3 separate regions of the Gossypium arboreum genome follow, and regions 1 and 2 are each linked to region 3. A link is a contact called in public Hi-C data. All regions are on one chromosome and are shown on one strand. Each heading gives the region's core, a stretch centred on a gene start, on an enhancer-like site or on the middle of the called end of the contact. The rest is flanking DNA. Distances are from core to core; before and after follow the strand shown. Region 1 holds the start of LOC108487026 (UDP-glucuronate 4-epimerase 6-like). Region 2 holds the start of LOC108489477 (methylenetetrahydrofolate reductase 2). Region 3 holds the start of LOC108487208 (3'-5' exonuclease-like).

Region 1 (3,200 bases), core at 613-3,112, 220 kb after region 3:
ATCATTATTAGATTTGAGTTGTAAAAATAAATGTGCAAATGTTACCCAAAGTAAATATTTCATCTAGAAAATAAAATAAAAGAATTATGAAAATATTATACCGTATATAGTTTAACAGAATTATACTGGTAAATTATATAAAGTCGAAATGACGTGAATTTCACTATGAACTCGTAGAAGCTCGATCGATAATGTGTTATAAAATAATTAAATAAAAGAACATTTAAAGTAAATAGAGAATTTTCTTGTCTCCTTTTACATTTATAAAAGAGTTATATATAAGCTATTGACATTCACTACAAAATAAAAGAATGAAGCTTATTTAATAGCTTCATTAACACATACATTAAGCATATTTAATAATGAATATGGGGTTTAACTCATTACTTTCATAAATGCTTAAAGGTTATAAACATCCATTTAATGTATTTATAACAATTTTTAATTATTTAATTTTTTACACACATTTGATAATTTATAATAAAAATCATCTGGTAGAATATTTTTCGACAAAAAGAAATGATAAGTAACTACTTATCATTAGAGGTGTTCATGGGTCGGGTTCGAGTCGTGCCCAACCAAAATTTTAGGCCCATTTGCTAGGCCCAAACCTGGCCCAAAAAATAAGCCTAACATTTTGCCTAATCCCGACCCAGATAAAAATGCTAAAACTCTGGCTCGGCCCGGCCCGCCTGTATTAAATTTTTTATATAATTTTTAAATATATATAAATATTTCCCAACAGATGAAAAGAAATTTTAAAAATACTAATACTTAAATAGTAGCAATATAATACTGAAATTGTAATAAAATAGGGAGAAAACAATAAGAAAATAGCATTAAAACAATAATAAAAAATATTTTTTGTCCTTTTGTGAATTAGGGTCGAACAAAATACCTTACTCGAGGCTCGACTCATTTTTTAAATAAAGCTTATTTTTAGCTCAAATCTATTTTTGAGCTTATATTTTTACTTAAACTCTATCACTTTTCGGTGAAGGCAAGAGAACATAACTACTTATCACTTAATCAAGAATATTTTAATTTATTTTACACTTTATTTAAAATAATATGAAATGTTTAAAAAGAACAAGGGTAAAGATGTGAAATAAAAATAATAATTTAATATTGATATTTATTAAATAATCTAGGAAACAGATTTTAGAAATAAAATTGAGTAGTAGAATTTTGCGTTTAGCAGAGAACATTTTAATGTAATATGCTATTGTACTTCATATATTGAATTCATAGCTGTGTGTAACAATCATTTCTAAAGTAGTTTATATGAATTTTTGAGGGAGTATCATAAAATTAATTAGATGATTGTTTTAGTCTTTATTCATGACAAAGCCAGTTGCTATGCCTTTAGAAGGCACATGAGGGGAGTGTTCTTTTTTCTTTAACTTTAAAGAAGATAGCTGGCAAAAATATCCCTATCTCCTATGCATTGATTTGATTCACATTGTAATTATCACTGAAATTGTGGGCCATTTATTGCTCGCTTTCCATTTGTCAATTTTTGTGAAGTAAGCTAAAGTTATGCTGGCCAAAAAACTCTTTGTTTTGTGTTCTATTTCCAAATTGGACACTTTCAATTTCAGTTTTATCTATCTTTTATTTCAATAAAATATCACCCTTGTTGTTCCATTTTTAATTTATTTATTTTTTTAATTAAAAAGAGTATGTAGCATAAGTCTTAGTGTCAATTATTGATTTAGTAGTAATTTCTATGTAGATTCAAGTGGAAATGAGTTTTTCAAATGACTACAAATATAAATGTGTAGTACAAAATTATTTTTTTTTTTTATTTTGATAAAATAAAAAAAATTTATATTAGAAATTGAATTCAAAAGTGGCATATCTGAAGTTGAATTATTTTTAAAAAAATAAAAAATAAAAACTAAAAGTGGCGTCCAACCAATGGCCACCACCTTTCCCCTCCGTTTCTCTTTATTTTATTTATTTTCCTTCCAATTCTCTTCCCCTCTTTATAATCTTCCATCTACACACTTCTCAACTTCAGGGCTCAACCTCTCTTCTCCAACACATTGAGCCCTTTTTTTCCTCTCTTCCCGAAAAGGAAAAAGGTGAAAGCAATCACACCCAATAACACTTTCAGTAGTAAACAAAGCAAAAAAGCAAACCCCCAAAATTAGTTGAAAAGAAAATGCCTACACCACCGGACACCAGCAAAACCTTGAAATTAGAGAGATACAACAATTATCTCCGAAAAATTCACAGCACCAAACTCATCTCGGCTTCCTCTAAACTTCTCTTTCGTGCAACCCTTCTCATTGCTTTGATTCTGATCCTTTTTTTCACCATCAATTACCCTCCTCTTTCCGATACTCCCCACCATGTTCCTCCTCACCACCGTCTCCACCACCACAGCTTACTTTCCACTTCCCTTTTCTCCGCCGGGGGCGGTGCCGCCTGGGAGAAACAAGTGCGACTCTCTTCCACGCCACGTAGAACCAATGGGTTCTCCGTTTTGGTCACTGGCGCCGCTGGGTTCGTCGGTTCCCACTGTTCCCTCGCTTTGAAGAAACGAGGCGATGGGGTTCTTGGTTTAGACAACTTCAATAACTACTACGATCCGTCTTTGAAAAGAGCCAGGCAAAACCTTTTGAGTAAGCACCAAGTTTTCATCGTCGAAGGTGACTTGAACGACGGGCCATTGCTGACCAAGCTATTCGACGTTGTGCCCTTCACTCACGTCCTTCACTTAGCGGCTCAGGCCGGCGTACGTTACGCCATGCAAAACCCACAGTCGTACATCAGCTCCAACATTGCAGGCTTTGTTAACTTGCTCGAAGTAGCCAAAGCAGCCAATCCTCAGCCATCCATTGTTTGGGCATCATCGAGCTCCGTTTACGGCCTCAACACCGAAAACCCATTCTCCGAACGCGACCGGACAGACCAACCGGCTAGCCTTTACGCCGCCACAAAGAAAGCCGGCGAAGAAATCGCCCACACTTACAACCATATCTACGGTCTTTCCCTTACGGGGCTAAGATTCTTCACGGTTTACGGTCCTTGGGGAAGACCCGACATGGCTTATTTCTTCTTCACTAAAGACATCCTACAAGGGAAGTCGATTGACATATACGAGACGCATGATCAGAAAGAGGTGGCGCGTGACTTCACCTACATAGACGACGTGGTGAAAGGGTGTTTAGGGGCGTTGGACACGGCGGAGA
Region 2 (3,229 bases), core at 693-3,192, 240 kb after region 3:
AAGGCAGCAGTAATCTCAGCTGGTATCTACAATGAGCCATGCAGGTGTTACATTTTTAAAATGTTAACAGAAATTGCCACCAAAAATAGCTTTTGTGGCCACTCTTTATAAGCGGATGTAATAATTAGTTGCCAAGAAAAAACAAGCAAAGAGTGCATTGCAATGGCGTGGGATGCCCTTCCAAATTAGAGGCCTTCAGAACCTTGTATCTTTTAGCCTTTTGAGAAGAATGATGCTGCTTTCATTTCCTTCATGCAAAAACATCCAACTAGTACATGCGCCATTTGAATAAATTTTACCAAATTGATACTATTTAATGCTCAAAAATATCATGTTATACCGCATACCTTAGTTTTGCAAAAGCCAGTCATTCGCAAGAAACCCTTGTAGTTATTAATGGGCATAATACCCGGCACGATAGGACAATTAATTCCAATTTGGCGACATTCATTGACAAATTTGAGAAAGATATCGGTATCATAAAACAGTTGAGTAACAATCAGATCAGCTCCTGCATCAACCTATGTAGTAAAGAAGATTTTAGCATGAAAATTAACCAATATAAATTAGAATTAAGACAATATTTCCAAATCAAGCAATGAGTTAAAGAGTAAAACCTTTCTCTTTAAGTAGGCAAGATCATTCTGATAAGCTTCAGGTGTGGCTACACCGTCATTTCCTATGGCATCGGGATGTGCCTCTGAGCAAAGAAAGCAAACTATTAATCAAAAGCCACATGAACAAGCCTCTTATATATGTATATATGTCTATGAAAAGCACCTGGATAACCAGCAACTGTGATGCCAAAGTAGTCACCATATTTAGATCTGATATGTTTCACCTAGAATAGGAATTAAAAGTTAGTAACATATGTACATTAAGAAATAAAAACAGGGCAGAATGAGCAATGGCTTTACCAGATCAAGGGCACAGGAGAAGCCGCCTTCGACCTGGACAAACTTATCCTGGCCGTGAGGGGGATCACCTCGGAGGGCGAGAACATTCTGAATACCGTTGGACTTGATGGTCTGAAGAGCATGGTCAATCTTCTCTACGGGCATATTGGTGCAAGTGAGGTGCATCATCGTCTCCACACAGATGATATTCTGCATCTTGTTAGCAATGTCGAGGGTGAGATCAGCAGTGGAACCACCTGCACCCCATGTAATGTCACAGAAGGACGGGTTATGAGCAACCATACGATCCATTCTCTCGAATAGGTTGTCTACTCCATCCTCAGTCTTTGGAGGGAAGAACTCAAAGGAAAACACCACTTTCCCTTCTTGCAAAGATTGGATCTTCTCTATCACCTTCATCTTTAATTGGATCTTGAACTCTCGGTGTCACCAACACCAACTTCTGCAAGAATTCAATATGAAACTGAGGTGTTTGGAGAGATAAAACAAGAAAAGAACAACAGGAAGTCGCAACAAAACAAACCCAAGACCGAATCTGAATCTAAAAGAATAACCGATGGTTCAGAGCAAAAACGATCACTTTGAACATCATAGAAGAAGATAAAAATGGGCAATCTTGAAATCAATCCTTTCTAAGTAAATCGTATAGGATAAAGCATGAATGATAAACTAAAAGTCATAGATCAGATGAGCTAAAATTTAAGCGGCCACTGTTAAGAAATACATTATGAAGAATCAACAAGGCACTAAACAAAGACTGAAAGTCCAAATCTAACATTTGTAGTAGTACATTGTCCCAAATTCATGGAAACACAAAAATATCCCAGAAAAATAGGAAAAAGAGACTCACAAATGGGTTTGTGGTTGGTTAAGAGAGAGATGGGAGGTGGAGGCATTGCAATGGGAGTATTTGCATTTGAGAGAGGAAGGGAACGGATGGGGGTTGGTGTCTTTTGAAATGACGTTGTTGCCCACTCAACAACCCAATGGCCTTATCCCACTCTCAATTCAGTATTTACCCATTAAAGGTCAATACCATACGGTTTAATTCTTATGCCCCTGCCCTTTTGCACTTTTTTTTAATTTAGGAAAACCAATCTCTTTCATTTGAAAATATATAATCAATTCAGATTTAACTAAAGTGTTATCAAGTCAACTTTGATTTCTAAATGGGAGATTAAATTTTTTAAATTTAAAAAAGTAGAGGGAGTGAGAGGAAATTAGACCATAAGATACTAATACGGTTGTCGTATATATTGCTTACCAACCACAAACAGCGATGCCGACATGTTGGTGGCGTCAGCTTGAAATGAATCACAAAATTGGCGATTGTATTTTCCTTTTCTTACCAAAACTCACTATTATTTCATTGTTTTAGTTTCATCCCTCTTTTTAGTTCGTACACTGAATCAGCTTTTGACCTTTTTCCTTACTCTTTTTATGGCCGATTTTAATAAAAATAAATACCATTTTTAAGAAAATAGATTGATTTTGTGGAGAGAACTGAAACGTATTTTGTAGAATGCATTTTTAACTTTTTAACACATCACTTCTTTTGGTGATTTTGTTTTAATATTTTCTTCCTCAAGCTTTTTTTGATTAAATAATTAATTAATAGTGATTTTAGATTTGATTCACATTTGTATTTTTTATTTTATATCGTTTTAAATTTTTTATTTAATATTTTTAATTAATATTATTTTCAAATTTTTATTTTAATTTATTTTTAAATTAATATTTTTATTTATAAAATTAAATAATTATTACCAATTATATAATAAAAATATTTTTTATAAAATTGATATTTTATCAAAATGTTAAATATATTTTATTTTGTAAAAACATCAACTAATTTTTTGATATATTTTTATACATATAATATTTATATATCAAAATATTTGTTTCTTCCTCCTATAATGTGGGAAGGTTAATTTCTAATATTATAAAATAATTTTTCAAACATCACTATGTTTATTTATAAAATATTTCAAATACAAATACAAAAATATATAATACTAAAATTTACTACACTCATGATATAGATTGAAAAAAATATTACACATGAAAATTATATTTACTAAAAATATTTTGGCAATATTTAATTGATTTTATAAATAAAAAGTTATTAATTAAAAAACCTTGATAACTCAAGGAAAAATCACAATTAATTAATCAACCTCTAACTAGAGAAAACTAGTTGCATAAGTTTTTAGCATATAATTCGAATATAAATAACTGTATCATCAAATCTACTAGCTCTAGGAACATGATTATGGAAAGATTTTGATGGGAGAACCTAGTAACCAGCATCC
Region 3 (3,378 bases), core at 32-2,531:
TTGGGTTTTGATATGGGTTGTAGTTTGGGTTTTAATTTTTGTAATTTGGATTTTAAAATTTGGACATTATTGGTTTATTTATTATAAGCCCAGGTCAAAATTGACCTATTACACGATGCTTGTACAATAAATCAAAGATCGAGAATAAAAATTATAATTCATTCTGAGATTGAATCTTTCAACATCTTGAAGATGAAGTTGTAAAGGTGAAAGTTTAAGGTGAAAAATAATTTGATCTGTGGGATGACTTCGAAAGATTTTGAAAAAAATTATAGAGAATCATCATGTTGACAACATATTATAAAATAAAGAGAGATAGAGAGAATAAAGAACAAATAAAATATGAAAGCAATAGAGAATTTACTTTATTAATCAAATGGATGATTATAATACTTCATTAGAGTCTCTATTTATAGGCATAAGAAGTATAAAAGAAGTAGAGATCTAATTTTAATAACTATTAGAATTTAAAGTACATAAAACTTTATCTTAATCATGATGGACATCCACTTAATGAGATATTCATAACAATATTTAAATTTTAATATAAATTAGGATTAAAATTTGGTAGAAGATCGGTTAAGCAGAATTAGGGTCTGTAAAAATATTTTTATATTAAAATATAAAAAAAACTCTAGTTCTTAGGTTATTTTCCATTTTATAACTCTAAATTAGAAATACTAAATGTTTAGTTATTAAAATATTTTAAATTTTAATGCTGGGAACAACATATGGCATAAGATATACTGTTAAGTAGAATTAAGAGTGTGTAAAAGTTTTTCTAAATTAAATATTTTATATTCAGAAGATAAAATTAATATCTATTTTATGCTTTTAAACTTCTTTTCATGTTATAACTCAATTTTATGTAATTAAAATTATCACTATTATTTTTATTTAACAAAAGATAATATATTAAATAAATTTTATAATTTAGATTTAGTATTTATCTTTTCAAAATTATATTCTTTTCACTTGATTTTTTCAATTTATTAAACAAATTTTGGAGAAAATATAAAATTTTATTTCTTATTAGAGAAATTTTGGAGAAAGTTTTCAAAAACTAGTCAAAATTCAAGGTTGACCCGAGGCTAAAGATGTTGATGGGGATTGACAAAAAGTTTCAGGGGTCGGGCAGGCCTGAATTAAATTAAAATATTAGAAAGTATTTTGTGCGAATTGGACTGGGATGGGCTCAAATCCTTGCAAAAACTTTTTGAAAATCGGCCCATTACTCTACCAGACGCCATGATCAAAATTTGAACGTTTTTAGCCATTAAAAGCCCAAACTGGTTCAACCAAATCCAGAATTCTATTTCAGATGTAGAAATGGAATTCAAAGACTACAATAGTTTCAGTTTGGATTGGGACGACCATTTCACTGAAGACGTGATCCGATTAATGGATGCCATTGAAGCCACTCCTCCTACTCCTCCTTCTCCTCCTTCATCTTCTCGCAAGAAACGCAAGTCCGCCGTCCATCATCAAGATAACCTCAAAACCAGCCGCCAATTGCCCCATTCTATTCTCTCACCCCCGCCTTCTTTTCCGTCTTCCTTCGCTCGTTGTCAATGTATTTGCTATCCCTTACTTTACCCATTTTGTAATTAAAATAAATGCACTAATAGTAAACCCTTTGATTTTTCTGATTGGCAGCTAATACAAGGCTTAGATATCCGCCGTTGAGATTTGGAGGTCATATTTTGTATAGCTTTACGGAAGATGAGGTAGAAAATGCTGCAATGGAGCTATTAAAAATTGTTGAAATTAAGAAGAAAGAAATGGGTCAAGTTGCTTTAGGGTTTGATATTGAGTGGAAGCCCTCTTTCCAAAAAGGTTTGCTTCCTTTACCCTCCTTGTCTTGTTACATTCATTTCATATAATCCTTTCTCTTTATTTCCTAAGAAAGAAAAAAAGTGTGAAAACAAATAAATGTGAAAATCTCTTAAGTTAATATGAAACCTCTCTAAGGTATCTTTGATCATTATTTTAAAGAATTGAGACTTAAAGTTGGAATTTTTTTCACATTGCATGATTTCTAGATAGAATACTTATGCTAGAATTGGCATTGTGTTTTTTTTCGTAGGTTTTAATTTAATTTAATTATTTTTTTTATGTTTAGTGGTTCTGATATGCCATATTTTAAAACAAAATATATATCTCGTGTTTGGTGTTGTCCTCTTCCTTTCTTCCATAAAGCAGCATTGCTATAATTTCTTTTAAAGCAGAAAGTAAGCACTCTTTACCTATATTACTCGGCCTTAGGTGTGAGTGCCGGATATGGGGAAGTTCCCAACACAGAAATATTCAATTTTTTCCTATGTTTTTAATGTATTTGGAGATCCTCGAATGGTCATATCCCTATACTCCTGTCCAACTATGCGTTGAATACAGGTACTTTAGTAAAATGAAGAGTCAAAGCAATATAGCTCTTTAATCCATGTTTCATGAGTTGCTGTTGCCATTACCAATCATTTCCTTTTAATTGAAATACTCTTAACTGTGATAACCTAAATGGTTGTATGCTTGCAAACCGTTATTTATATTCATGTTTTTCCCTTATCTTGTCTACTTTCTGGTAGAAGTGGTCTATTTAGATCATTCTCTGATTGCATTTAGTATAGCATTGAAACATGCACATATTGAATTTGTACTAGTACACAGAATTCATACACCTCTACTAACATATCACTTGTCTATCTGGTTTCTGTCTTGCCCTCTTGAACTTTCATGAAAAGTAGTATCTGTTTGGTACTATAGACATTGGCTTGTGTGGACTCTGGTATTGATATCCAACACTTGTATGTGTCTGCATGTTTGGTTTTTCTTTTTAAGTCTTGGAATTGGCTAAAAAGGATCTAAAAGTTAGATAAAAGTATGTGGATGCATATTTTAACAATGTCTTAAATAAAGATACATAAATGAAAATAATGCAATACCAAATATAATGAGTATTTGTTTTTTACTTTTATATTAATAATTAACATACATTTTATTGGTGAATCATAGAAAGGACGGACCACCACCCTTCATCATCCAACTAAAACAGTAAGTTGTATCCACATTTGTGATGAAGTGTAAAACACATATTATGTGCCGTATCATATTGATGAAGTGGCAATCTTTATTGAAAAGTCCATGTAATGTACTTAAGGGAAATGGGGATGACTTTTTGGGACTTTGCAGATTAGAACTCTATAACAGGGGACTAATTACTTGCTAACATTTCAATCTAAGTGTTACAAACACACCTTTAGAACCTCTTCTTGCATCGTGTTGGGTGGATGGAATTGGTTAAAATGCTGCCTAGTTTGGGAATAAAAACTACGGTTACATCCTTGCATCCCATTCAATTATATGTATAAGAACAGAACTTTA

The links. A called contact is a pair of places that touch in the nucleus more often than the background predicts.
Region 1: a Hi-C map of leaf shows a contact between it and region 3, with 4 times the contacts expected there. The contact joins the promoter of LOC108487026 here to the promoter of LOC108487208 in region 3. A contact is called at or near these places in 2 of 5 Hi-C or Micro-C datasets (both in leaf).
Region 2: a Hi-C map of leaf shows a contact between it and region 3, with 5 times the contacts expected there. The contact joins the promoter of LOC108489477 here to the promoter of LOC108487208 in region 3. A contact is called at or near these places in 2 of 5 Hi-C or Micro-C datasets (both in leaf).

Annotation. Positions count from the first base shown.
Region 1 is chr10:45,442,862-45,446,061 of ASM2569848v2, reverse strand. LOC108487026 (UDP-glucuronate 4-epimerase 6-like) reads left to right here and starts at 1,862. Exons shown (of 1, transcript XM_017791230.2): 1 at 1,862-3,200. The coding sequence starts at 2,168.
Region 2 is chr10:45,414,407-45,417,635 of ASM2569848v2, reverse strand. It overlaps LOC108489477 (methylenetetrahydrofolate reductase 2), which reads right to left and starts at 1,942. Exons shown (of 12, transcript XM_053020184.1): 1 at 1,694-1,942; 2 at 918-1,359; 3 at 781-841; 4 at 618-700; 5 at 348-521; 6 at 1-26. The coding sequence starts at 1,316. It overlaps LOC108487574 (glycine-rich RNA-binding protein 2, mitochondrial-like), which reads right to left. Exons shown (of 5, transcript XM_017791947.2): 5 at 3,004-3,229. The coding sequence ends at 3,214.
Region 3 is chr10:45,657,874-45,661,251 of ASM2569848v2, reverse strand. It overlaps LOC108487208 (3'-5' exonuclease-like), which reads left to right and starts at 1,281. Exons shown (of 6, transcript XM_017791485.2): 1 at 1,281-1,573; 2 at 1,657-1,836. The coding sequence starts at 1,330. LOC108488936 (a long non-coding RNA gene) reads left to right here. Exons shown (of 2, transcript XR_001871836.2): 2 at 1-167.